Regions from separate parts of the Mus musculus genome. Here region 1 is linked to region 2. Evidence: chromatin contacts called from public promoter capture Hi-C data. All regions are on one chromosome and are shown on one strand. The core of a region is the stretch at or near the end of the contact, and the rest is flanking DNA. Distances in the headings are between cores, read along the strand shown.

Evidence for each region. Capture Hi-C pulls out chosen DNA fragments and counts their contacts.
Region 1: a contact with region 2 is called in a promoter capture Hi-C map of liver. The contact joins the promoter of Tsn here to the promoter of Ccdc93 in region 2. A contact is called at or near these places in 2 of 484 Hi-C or Micro-C datasets (CD4 T cells and CD8 T cells) and 2 of 9 other capture datasets (adipose tissue and liver).

What each region holds. Positions count from the first base shown.
Region 1 is chr1:118,306,863-118,313,130 of GRCm38.p6, reverse strand. It overlaps Tsn (translin), which reads left to right and starts at 1,785. Exons shown (of 6, transcript NM_011650.4): 1 at 1,785-2,130; 2 at 3,265-3,358; 3 at 4,290-4,386. The coding sequence starts at 2,065.
Region 2 is chr1:121,428,535-121,435,248 of GRCm38.p6, reverse strand. Ccdc93 (coiled-coil domain containing 93) reads right to left here and starts at 4,182. Exons shown (of 24, transcript NM_001025156.2): 1 at 3,992-4,182; 2 at 603-716. The coding sequence starts at 4,033. Gm35243 (a long non-coding RNA gene) reads left to right here and starts at 4,181. Exons shown (of 2, transcript XR_387343.4): 1 at 4,181-4,302; 2 at 5,020-6,714.

The DNA of each region.
Region 1 (6,268 bases), core at 536-3,035, 3.1 Mb after region 2:
GTAGATATGAAGCTGACAACAAGAGGAGAGAGAGGTGGGAGAGTGAGAGAGGAACAGAAGAGGAGGTGCAAGGACTGGGAGATGAAGAGAGTGTGTAGCCACATTTTTTTTTTTTTTTATAGGGAGGAGAAAGTAGGGGAAGAGAAGCTGAAGCCCAGGCCCTGGGAGAGGTTTGGGGTAGGGGGCTGGTGAGAAGTGTTGGGAGGAGCCAAAGGTTCTGAGATGTGTTTCTTTGAGATCTAACATATTCTTTACCAAAACAAAACAGAAGAACACAAAAGAAGGGATTGGCTGTTGGAATAGAAAAGCTTTAAGATCAAAAGAATCCCTTCTCCCATGCTTAGCAAGGTATCTAAATTCTAAATTCCAGTGAAAGGTAAAGGGCACTTACAATATTCTTTCAAAAAAAAAAAAAAAGCCCACAAGCCTGGCAGTGGTGGCACATGCCTTTAATCCCAGCACTTGGGAGGCTGAGGCAGGCAGATTTCTGAGTTCGAGCTGAGGCAGGCAGATTTCTGAGTTCGAGGCCAGCCTGGTCTACAGAGTGAGTTCCAGTACAGCCAGGGCTACACAGAGAAACCCTTTCTCGACCCCCCCCCCCAAAGAATATTTCTTACTAAGTTATGAGGAAACTGGGTCCAGAACATGATCAAAAACAGTTCCTGTACAAGTGGGTGTCTTGGCTAGTTCCTGCTCCTTCAAAGAATGGTTCTTTTGTAGTTAAAATAGATTTTCTGGGCTGGGGGAGAGTATGAGACTGTCCATCAAAGATTACACATTTATTTACTTGGTGTGTGTGTGAGTGTAGTGTGTGTGTTTGAAGAGGACAACTTGTGGGAGTTGGTTCTTTCCTTCCATCAGACTGTCAGTCTTGGTGACAAACCTTTAACTGCTAAAGTTTGTCAATCTCTCCCTTTCGATGGTTAAGAGCCCTCACGCCACCACAGACGATACTCTTTCAAAGAAATAACAGGAAGTACTCCATCCAAGCTCATTCAGAAAGTGCACTCGGTGATCAGGTGGAGAAGCAGCTGGCAGGAGCTACAAGGTGAACTCTGGCCTCTTCAAGACTGCTCAAGACCAGAGAGATCTTCATGATACTCATTGGGAGGATAGGATAGCTGTGAGGCAGATCATGTACAAGGACTTCAAAGCCCTGAAGCACGTTCATAGCTGAAGTGTAGTCCCTGGTTGAAGGTTACAGTAACACGCTTTTCTTTTCTTTTCTTTTTTTTTTTTTTGGTAGATTTATTTATTTTATGCATATGAGTACATTGCATTTCAGACACACCAGAAGACGGCATTAGTTCCCATTATGGATGGTTGAGAGCCAACATGTGGTTGCTGGGAATTGAACTCAGGACCTCTGGAAGAGCAGTCGATGCTCTTAACCGCTGAGCCATCTCTCCAGACCCGAAGATAATATTTTTATTCATTAATATTTATTTAGATTATAGTCTTTTATTATTTTTCATTTATCGGATTACATTCTCTCGCCATTCTTCCCCATTCAGTTTATGCATGCTCTTTGTTGAGCAGACAGAAGTATAACTTCCCTCCCTTGCTTGAAGTACACAGATAACATGGATAAGCAAACCGCGCCACTCGCTGGCCCCGCCTTCTACGAGCCAAGTGTCCCTAAGGACCCCCCCCCCGCCCCCCCAACCGGCTGTTTTCCTAGATGCCTATCTGCGAATCCCCACCTCCTTAATTGGAGCTGCCTATCAGCCGGCCTACGGCCACGGGCCACTGAAGCCCCTACGTAGGGCTGTTTCCGGAGATGCCTACGTGCGGGCGGCAGGCGAGGCTCGGCCCTGCCGTCGGGATTCTGGGCAAGAGCGCGGCACGGGACTGTGCGCGCGGCGCTTCAGGCATTGCGGCGGGCAGCCCGGGCTCCGGTGCGCCGCGGGTGTGGGAAGACCCCGGCGCCAGCCTTGGCGCAAGGGCTAGTGGACGCGGCAGTGGCGACGGCGACGGGCGTTGCGAGCGAGTCCGCTACTTGTTTGTGGGTCGTACTTCTTCGGCGGTGCTCCGGTGCTGACTGATTGTAGGGCAGCCAGCGCCATGTCTGTGAGCGAGATCTTCGTGGAGCTGCAGGGCTTTTTGGCTGCCGAGCAGGACATCCGAGAGGCGAGCCCCCTTCCTCCCCATCTCCTTTTTTTCTTTTCCTAGCCAGGCTGGTCCAGTTGGCCTGGTCCTGCTCGGTCTCTCGTTTTCAGGCCCGATGGGTTTAGGTTAGGCCGCCTCTTGGTTCCGGATTCGACTTCTCAGCGTCATGTACCTCTTAGAATATCACCTTTCCTAGTTCAGTATTCCAGTCCCAGGCTCGGTTAACGCCCGTGGCTAACCAGCACATCTTTTCTATATTGGCTGCTGGTATTTTTTTTTTTTTAAATAGCACTTGCGGTCTTTCTTTAAGCAAAAAGCTCTTCTGTAGCTTCTCATCCCGCATAAAAAATTTAAAAAAAATCTAGATTCTCCGGTGGCTCACAAGGTCTCTTTCCCCGCTCTCCTTTTATTTACACTCGTTACTGTGTGTGTGTTTAAGTTAACTTTTTATTCGTCTAATGCTCCAGATATTGCTCTGTCTGAGGACCCTTGGTTGTATTATCTGCTTTTGCTGGAATTAGTTTATTTTCTGCTCTCTGGCTGTTTTCCTTTTGCGCGTGAGACAGGATCTTGATGTGTAGTAGCCTTGGGTGACCTCGAACTCGAACCTGTAGCCTTCAGCGTTTTCAGTGCTGAAATTAACACGTGCAAAATTTATAGTCCTTATTTTGACTGCTTTTCTGTTAGCTCCTAAAATCGTGAGAAATTGAGAAAAAAAAACCCATTTATCCGTCCTATTGCTAGAAGGAGTTGCTTGCGTCTCTGATGTTTGCATAATGCCCATAACTAAATGTGCTCAGAGAATGTGTGCAAAATGAATGAATGAAAATCAGTCACCACTTTGTATTTAAGTTTTTGTTCTATAGAGAACATTTACATTGTCAGTTATTCATTTATATAGTGTCTCAGTTGGGTTCTTGAGCAGGTGGCTATTTTTCTTTCACGGCTACTTGTAGAATTTGAGGCTTTTTTAGCAGCTCCTTGAGTTGTGACAAGAAGAAATTACTGGAAGAGTTTGGATTCACACCTGAAGAATCCCTTCTTGTGAAAGTCTGAGAGCTGTGACTGAATGTGAGGGTGTGGTAGCATGTTTGTAGGCGACTCTGCTGAAGATTACACTGACCTTATCTGGCTTTTGTTTTTAATTCTCTCTAGGAAATACGAAAAGTTGTACAGAGTTTAGAACAAACTGCTCGAGAGATTTTGACCCTACTTCAAGGGGTCCACCAGGGTACTGGATTTCAGGACAGTAAGTTTTTTTGCTTTGATGTTTGAAAAAATTTTTAAATTTTTTTGTCCAACATATCACTCTTAAGTCCATTAAAAGGACATACTGAGTACACTTTTGTCATTTATTGTGAGGAGTGTTTATTATGCTTTTATTTATTTATTATTGTGAGTGAAAATTGGAGAATAGGGGTTTGGTCATTTTGAGGATTTACGATATTCTTGATATTTTGGTTGCTTTTCCATGTGTGTATAGTGTGGTTTAAATAGGAATGTTGTTTTGCTATGTTAGTCTATTGGTGTGTGTGTGTGAGAGAGAGAACGGGAGTCTTGCTTTGTTGCCCAGGCTGTGTTGAGTTGTGTTCCTCTCACCTGAACCTCAGACTTCAGTGAGTTTCATTACAGTTGGCACATGTGAGTCTTTGTGTGTATTTTAATGAATGATTCTAATGATTGAATGCCTTTTTTTCTTTAAATTTTTTTTCTATTTTTACTTTCTTTTTTTGAATGCCTTTTAATATACATTTGTAGATAATAAAGTGCCAGGTATAAAATGTTTTAAAATTCATGTTTATAGTCAGCCCTTTGTTGAGATTCTAATATGTCAAGTTAGACATGAATCCCTTTGTACAATGCAGCCAGCATAGCTGAGAGCTGAAGTTATTTTCTGATACACAGCTTACAGGTTACCAAGGCAAGTCATTTATGCAATGATGTAAAATTTATCAATCTGAGAATAGTCAGTAAAGTTCTTTTTTTTTTTTGACCATGGGAGGTAGAAATAGTCTTGATTTTTGGTGTGTGAGGACTTACAGGAAAAGTAGCTGAGGACTAATGGCCTCAGATTTCAAGGTGATTAATGCCCACATAGACTCCATAGATGATTTAGCAAGAACTACATTGGCAATTTGGTAAGTTTTTCATTATTAAATTTTGTTATCTTTTATGATCAGTTCCAAAGAGGTGCTTGAAAGCGAGAGAACATTTCAGTACAGTAAAAACACATCTCACGTCCCTGAAGACCAAGTTCCCCGCTGAGCAGTATTACAGGTTTGTAAGAAAAACAGTGCTCATTTAGAGCATTATATTTTTGTTTAAAGAAAGGAGAAATAGAGGTATTGAATAATTATGAATTAGTGACTTCTGCTTACGAATAGGCAGAAGTCTTTGTAGAAATAACAACAAAGAATCGCATTGATAATGGTGTCAGGAAAACTAGTGTTTTAATATTTCCTTTTTTTTTTTTTTTTAAACTAAAGACAATTTGTAAGGTAACCATTGCTTTTTAAAAAAATTGCTATTTTTTGAGATTGTAATTTGATTTCAACATTTCTCTCTTCCCTTCGTTCTTCCAAGCTTTCATATCCCCCCTCCATTCTTTTTCAAATTCATGACCTCTCTTCTTGCTAGTTTGCAAGAAGAGATATGCATATGTATATTTTGACCCTATTTCAGGGTGTCTATTGGGGCACTGGGTTTTAGGACAGTACGATCTTTGCTATGATTTTCAAGATTTTTATCCAATTTTATCAAACTCTAATAAGTCACTTTCTATTAAGAAGACATGCTCAGTAGGTCTGTGTCATTTTTTGTATGAAACATCCGTTATGCTTTCTTTATAGTGAGTAAAGTTGTTATACATTGTTGAATGTTCAGTATTCTTTTTTTTTTTTTTTTTTTGGTTTTTTGAGACAGGGTTTCTCTGTGTAGCCCTGGCTTTCCTGGAACTCACTCTGTAGACCAGGCTGGCCTTGAACTCAGAAATTTGCCTGCCTCTGCCTTCCAAGTGCTGGGATTAAAGGTGTGCGCCCCATGCCCAGCTTGAATGTTCAGTATTCTTAATTTTAAGATTATACTATTTTTATATCAGTAGTGAAGAAATACTGCTAGTTTTGATTATGAAATACAGCTTTAAAAATGATTTGGGTTTTATAGACATTAAACTGTAAACAACTATATTTCTGTGTTTGTGAACTATAATAAATAAGAATCCAGAAATTTCTACTTCTTTTTTTGTTTTTTAAAGATTTATTATTCATTTGAATACACTGTAGCTGTTTTCAGACACACCAGAAGAGGGCATAAGACCCTGTTACAGATGAACCACTGTGTGGTTGCTGGGAATTGAACTCAGGACCTCTGGAAGAGCAGTCAGTGCTCTTAACCACTGAGCCTTCTCTCCAGTCCTCTGCTTGTCTTTGTAGTTAACAAAGATGCTGTTTTAAAGATGTACACTCAATTAATAAATGTGACATGTGTGCATAGGGCATGGATGGCAAGCCACTGGTGAGAGTCAAGGATCTTTGTTTGTTTTGGAGTCCCGTGTGGTGGCCTGCTTTTTAGATTCTGCAGTTATATTCTGACACAGTCATATTTGGGTTTTACCTTTAGCAACCCTTTAAATATAAAAGCAATGGGGTGTAGTGGCTCACTCTTGTAATTTCAGGAGTTTTGAGGTGGAGGCAGGAGGATCAGGAATTTAAGGACACCTTTGGCTATATTTGTGAATTCAAATCCAGCTAGGTGAGATCCCGTCTCAAAACAAGCAGAAATCAAAACAGACCTGCTGATTACCATGGTAAAGTAATGAAGGAAAAGTCCACAGCAGTAAAGCTGGCAGGACTGAAAGACTCTCTGCACCTGGAGGTTACTCACATGGATAGCCCTAGAGCTGGCTTTCTTGACCTGTGTCTATTTTCTGTTGAGTAACTTTAAAAAAAAAAGAAAGAAAAAGACAAGGTACTGCTGTGTAGTTCTGGCTGGTCTGAAGTTTGCTGTGTAGATGAGGTGCTGACCTGAAATTATTACTGATACTTATTTCTGCCTTGACTGTCCAAGTACTGAGATTACAAGCATGTGCCACCATGACCAGCACTTTGTTTACCTATTTATTATCTGTCTGCCTGTCTCTCTGTGTGTCAAGAGTTTTGCT
Region 2 (6,714 bases), core at 2,933-5,432:
TCATTCCTCAGGAGTCATCCATCCATCTATCTAGTTGAGACACATGGTCTCACTGTCCTAGAACTCATCAATTTGGCTAGGCTGGCCGGGGAGCCCCAGGGATCTGCCTGTCTCCACTTGCCCAGTACTGAAATCACAAGCATGCCACAGGTCTGGCCTGCCTGCCTGCCTGCCTGCCTGCCTGCCTGCCTGCCTTCCTTCCTTCCTTCCTTCCTTCCTTCCTTCCTTCCTTCCTTCCTCCCTCCCTCCCTCCCTCCCTCCCTCCCTCCCTCCCTCTCTCCTTTCCTTTTTTTTTTTTTGCATGGGTTCTGGGGATCCAAGTCAGGTCCCCATGCTTTCCCAGCAAGCACTTTACTGACTGAGGAGTCTCCCGGCCTGAGAAAATACTCTCTTGCTTGTTTACAGTCCCTAAAATAGTGTGCACAGTAATGGAACCCAATTGCATCTACTGACTTTGAACAGGAAATCCGAGTACATCCCCGAGGAATCTGGACCACGGGTACAGAGGAAGTAAAAACACAATCAGTTTATCCTCCGCTACCTTGAGTAACCGCGCAGTCCTGCAGAGAGACGGCACAGTGGCTATCGAGGCTTTCTCTTACCTTGTCGAAAGGAGACAAGCCTTTAATTCTTGCTCTGAAATAGCCAGCTGCGACCAAGAGCTCCAGGATTTCAGTCAGCTTGACATTCTGTTCTTCGTCTTCTCTCGTCTCCACCTAGAACAAAAGGGATGCACGTAACTGGTAAAGGCCATCTCCACTGAACGGAAATGAAGTAAATCCTTCCGCTGCCAAGAGTCGGATGTTCATATTAGCATGAGGACAAGAGTTCAGATTCCCCAGAACCCATGCAAATCCTGGGCAGGCATGGTGGCCCACCTGTGAGCCCAGCACTTGGAAAGCAAAGACCACAGGCTAGCTATTTATAGCTAGACTAGCCCAGCTAGTAAACTCTAGGTTCAATTGAAAGGCCTTGCCTCAATGAATAAGGTAGAAAAATGGCAGAGTAAGACAACTGATGCCAACCTCAGGTGTCAATATGCACTCACATACATGTGTATTCAAACACGTGTGACCATCTATACACACATATGAACATCCATATACACACGCATACAGGCATGTCTAGACACCACACATGCAAACACACACACACAGGTAAATAAGACAGAATTCCTTCGAGTATTCAGCCATCATGTGTCATAAAGATACTGCCAAGAAGGGGACACTATAGCCCAGAAGGACAATCTCCCACCTCAATTCATTGCATATAGCATCCCCACCGGCTGCCTGTCATTTCAGGATGTACAACTGTATTTTTGAAATAGAACCAATGAAATAAGTTTTTGGCCTAAGACACTGAATGGGGATGTTTGATTCCAAATTCACTTTACACATTAACGCGCTTACACAGAATGGAAAGTGGTCATGTGCTGATATGCAGAGAACAAAAAACCATCCTTCTTGAAACCATAAAACCCCAGCACACTGGATAATACCTCCAGTTACTAACGTAGGACACTGGAGGCCAGAGACGACGGTTTAGTGGTTCAGGGCACATACCGTTCTTCTAGGGGACCCAGGTTCAGTTCCCCAAGCCCACACTAAGCATCTCACCACCACCTTTACTCATCTCTGGTATCTGCCACGCTCGTCAGGACTTCACAGGTACTCAGATTCACTCGCACATACAGACACATGGACATATACGTAAGTAAAGGGAAATAAATTCATAACCAGAGACTGATAGAGATGGATCGCAGAGAGCTCTTAAACAAGGCCAGAGAAGCTCCCATCTGCCCTGCACTGTAGCTCTCAGAAGCTGGAAGGGTCTAGCTATTGCTTTCTTTCATATACACACAAAGGGATTCAAAACCTGACCAGCAGGAGTTAACTGGATTAGTGAGAGCCAGGTGACAGCAATTTTGTTTTGTCTTTTAAGAAAGGGTCTCCTGTGGCCCAGGGTTGGCCTTCTCCATTCCTCTATGTGGACAGTGACCTTGCATTCCTAGTTCTCTTGCCTCCCCAGTGCTGAGATTACAGGCACCCCACCCTCACTGTTCACTGTGCTGGGGACAGAACCCAGAGCTCAGGCACATATGTAAGCACTCTGCCCTAAACCCTCGGTATTTGGAGCTTTTCAACTTTATACTCATGCTAGCTTTTAGCCTTTATATCTTTTTTTTAAGTCTATATCTGTGTGCACACTATAACAGTCATTTTGGTCTTTCTGTGTTTTGCTTTTTCTTTTTTGAGACAGGATCTCACTATGTATGCCCACCCCTCTCATCTCCCTACCCACAGCTGCTCCAGAACTCACGATGTAGAACAAGCTAGAAAAGAGTAACAAATCAGACCCAGCCTCCTGGCTATCTATGAGGAGTCACACCTACTCATGAAAGTGGTGTGTTTATTACTTTTAGAAAAACTTCCACTAGTTTGAAGGAACTAGGGTAGAACTGGAAGCCCTACACAGGACTCCATAGCAGACGGCCAAGAAAAGCCTTAAAGCTGCAACAATAGCCCAGCGCTTGCCTCACGACATGAGGATCAGAGTTCAATCTCCAGGACCCATATAAACACACCAGCCATGGTACTGTGCACTTGTAATCCCAGGGACAGAAAGATCCCTGGGTCTCACTGGCCAACCAATCTAGCCTATTGGGAAGTGCCAGGCCAATGAGTACTTGTCTCAAAGGAGGTTTTCAGCATTCATGAGGGTGACATGGGAGGCTCTATTCTGACCTCCACACATGCTCACATATGCACTTCATCATACAGAGAGAGACAGACAGAGAGAGAGAGACAGACAGACAGAGATTTTTACATGGCAAAGAAAATCTGAACTATTACAACCCAGACCCCATGAAACTTTACCTAACCCAGGGCCACACATACCCACCCTTCATCACCTGGACACAGAACACTTCGACTCTGTAATGAGTAGGATGAAGATGTAACAGAAGGATTTGTGAGGGGCACGGGGAAGCAAGATCGGCGCAGCTGAATAAGAACGGGCACTAGGCACAGTGTCAAATAGGCACACCACACCTCTGCCAAAGCCTGCCTTCCAGCCTTAGAAAGAGATCCAGGTGCCTTAGAGGTGTTCCCTAATTCTCTCTGGAAACTGGGACTCTTCTCTAAGCTCAGAGCTTTGAGTAAAGCAACTAGGAGGACAACTGGAAATCCCACAGCCAAGCTCTAACGGTAGCCCACCGTTAGAGAGTGGTTGCACTTTTCTTCCCAGCCTACGTGGTAGTCCTGTTCATAGGATCGAATGAGTACTGGCTGAGTACTCGACTAAACCATTTCTGAAAAGGTCCTCCCTCCTTAGAACACGCAGCATGTTCCTGTCCCGACACAGGCACCACAGGAGAGAGTGTCCTCAACTCTGTCATCACCCTGATGTGCGCAGAGCTTCCAAACTTCCTTCACCCTCCCCGGCCCGTGGGACGGGGGGAGGGGCAGGAGGCTACAAGCCGGGTAGGTAGCGTGCCTTCCTGACAAAAGGGAATGAAAGGCTGGCCACATGGGTCCCGCAGAAGGTGTGTGTCCCAAGGTCACCGCCCCCTGCACACCGGGAGCAGGACAGTCCCACCGCTCATCTCGTGACTGCTGAGACTCCTAAGCGCAGCAGCCTTGGCCCGGGGGAAGCCAGTCTCGCAATGTGAGGGGCCTCCAGACAACCCGAGATAGGAATTCCCGGGGACCTCGTGATGTGTGAGGTTGCATCTGGGCCGGGATCTGGATGTTTCCTCTGTCCCCAGAGGACCCAGGAACCCTTAAGTTTGCACCCAGCGACACGATGCACCCTGGCACGCCGGGGGACCAGTCAGCTGCCCCTCCAGGGTACCTAGGGCCCGCCTTGGGACAGACACACCTGAGCAACCATAGACAGTGTCCCCGCCACCCCAGGCTGGTCCCTGCCCGCCGCCCTGGGCTCGGCCCTCTCTCCCCAGCAACCCCAGGGTGTCAGGGACAGAGGTCCTCACCTCCGGGAGTCCCTGGCCCTCTGGCCCCTTGGGTAACCCCATGATCCAGATGCGCTGATGTGGAGCCGGAGAGAGCGGGCCCTACAACCGAACTGTGATCCGGGTGGGGTGCAAAGCGGAAACTTCCTTCACAGGAGCTGACACTACCACAGCAGGTCGGAGAACCGTGGCCCCGCGGAGCATGCGCACTAGTGCTGAAGCGAGGAACCACTGCGCCTGCGCAAGGACAGCCAGCACTGCTGGGCGGGGCTGGATCCCGAGTAACCGATCCTCCCCTCAGAGGAGGTGCTGAACTCAAGATTCCTCCTAAGGTACTTTTTCTTTCTTTTAAAAATGTTTCTCTTTCTTTTTCTTTTTTCTTTTCCTACTTTTTCCTTTCTTTCCTAAGTTTTCTTAAAATGCTTTCTTATTGTTCCTCTTTTTTTCTTTTTTTTTTGTTCCTTGAGACAGTGTCTTAGCCAGCCTGGCTTAGCACTTCCTAAGGATGACTTTGTTCCCCTATAGTTTATAGGAATGCGCCACCATGATCAGTTCCTTTTTTTTTTTTTTTTTTTTTTTTTCGTTTACAAAGTAGCACGTTTCCTTATGGCATTTTCATATATCCTTAGTTTTACTTGAACACCCACCCTCTTTTCTCTACCATCTCCTTGCCGGTCCCTTCCCTTCTTAAATCCTTCTACCTCTAGTATTTCTCCCTTCAACTGTTATATCACCAGAGTTCTTTTAACTATTCCCACTTTCTAGTTTCTTGGCCTTCACGGAGCTTCTTAAAAGCTATTTCCCTGTGTCGTGAGGATCTCTTGCCTTCTGGCTCCCTTTCCTTTCCCTGGGTATCAGATTCTGAGTTTGGTTCTTTCCAAGCCTGGCTTGGACAGCTCCCAGCTCCTGAGTCAGTCCCAGCTAAGACCCAGTTCCAGCCATGTTTAACACACTCTTGTGCCAGCTATTAACATGTGGACCTGGGGACAGAGAACTCAAAAAGAGATCATTACATTTGTTCCTTCCTAGTCTCTGCATTTTATTTCCAGGAAAATTTTGTTTTGGAAAATAATCCTCACCCATCTCATCCTGACACCCTGCATCTTTCTGGGGACATGTTTTGTAAAATGCAGAGTCCGGTGATCACATACGATTAGCTGCTGTACCACTTATGCAATGTGCCCCTTGTCTGTCCCAGAGGATGGCAGCTATACAAAAGGGTTGTCTTTTTCCTGCCAGCCCAGCACCTGCTGCAGAACAGCTTACCAGCCTATTTTCATTTTGTAAGAGATGGAGGCAGAAGTGACATGAAGTCTTCTGCTGTAGGAGAGATCTTTACTGAAGGACGGGTGGAAAACTGGAAAAACATATGCTTCTTGCCATTAAAGAGGTTTTGTGTTTGCTTCCTTTCTTCCTCTTAATATCTCTGATAACTTTTGATTGTTTTTTCTTAGATTTATTATTTTATTTTAGGTGTATGACTGTTGTGCCTGTATGTATGCCTACATACCATGTGCATGCCTCTGGCTCAAAGAAATTCGAGGGTATGAGGTTCCCCTGGTACCTGAATTACAGAAAATTATGAGCTATCTCATAGCCACTGGGAATCAAACCTAGGTCCTCTGTAAGAGCAGTAAGAGCTCTTAACTACCAAGCCATCTCTCCAGCTTCTATGATAGCAATTCTTGGGACCATGACTAGGGCAACTCTTTTTTTTTTGGGGGGTGGGTCTCTGTATAGCCCTGGCTGTCCCAGAACTCACTCTGTAGACCAGGCTGGCCTTGAACTCAGAAATCTGCCTGCCTCTGCCTCCAAGCTTTGGGATTAAAGGCGTGTGCCACCACGCCCGGCCTCTAGGGTAACTCTTATAAAGGAAAGCATTTCATTGGGGCTGGCTTACAGTTTCAGGGGTTTAGTCCACTATCATCATGGCAAGAAGCATGGAAGTATGCAGGCAGACTTGGTCCCAGAGGAGCCAAGAGTTCTACATCTTGATTTGTAGGCAGCAGAAGACTGTGTGCCACACTTCATGTAATTTGAGCATAGGAGACCTCAAAGCCTGCTTCTACCATGTCACACACATTTCCTCCACCAAGTCCACACCTATGGCAATAAGGCCACACCTAATCTTGCCACTCCTTATAGTCAAGCATTCAAAGAAATGAATCTATGAAGGCCATTCCTATTCAAACCACCACAGTCTGAAATGAACTACAATCCAGAAGTAGAGAACACACCTGGGAGAGATTTTTCTGCTTGGTCTGAAGTGGGTGAATCCAGTTCCGGTCCAGACCTTTGAGACAGGAAGACACAGCCTTTGACCTGGATCTTGAGGCAGGAAGACACACCTTTAGTATGGGCCACGCCTGTTGCTGGAAGTCTATATAAAGACATAGAAGAAAGGTTTCTGGTTTTTTTGCCTGACTGTTCTCTCACCATGCTAGCACATCCATTTCTTCACTGTCATTAGAACCTACTCTGGGACAACATGTAAACTGAAGACCAGCCGAGACATCCAGCCTTGTGGAACCGAGCAACTTCTGAATTCTTGAACTTTCTGTTCACAGCCAGCGGTTGTTGGATTAGCTAGACTGCAGCCTGTAAGTCATTCCAATAGATCCAATGACTCTCCACAGAGATTAGTTCTATAAGTTCTGTTACTCTAGGGAGCCCTGACTGGTACAGCTCCTATACCTGAAGTCTTCAAAAACTTAAATACGAAGTAAATGTTTGTCCGTGGAGAA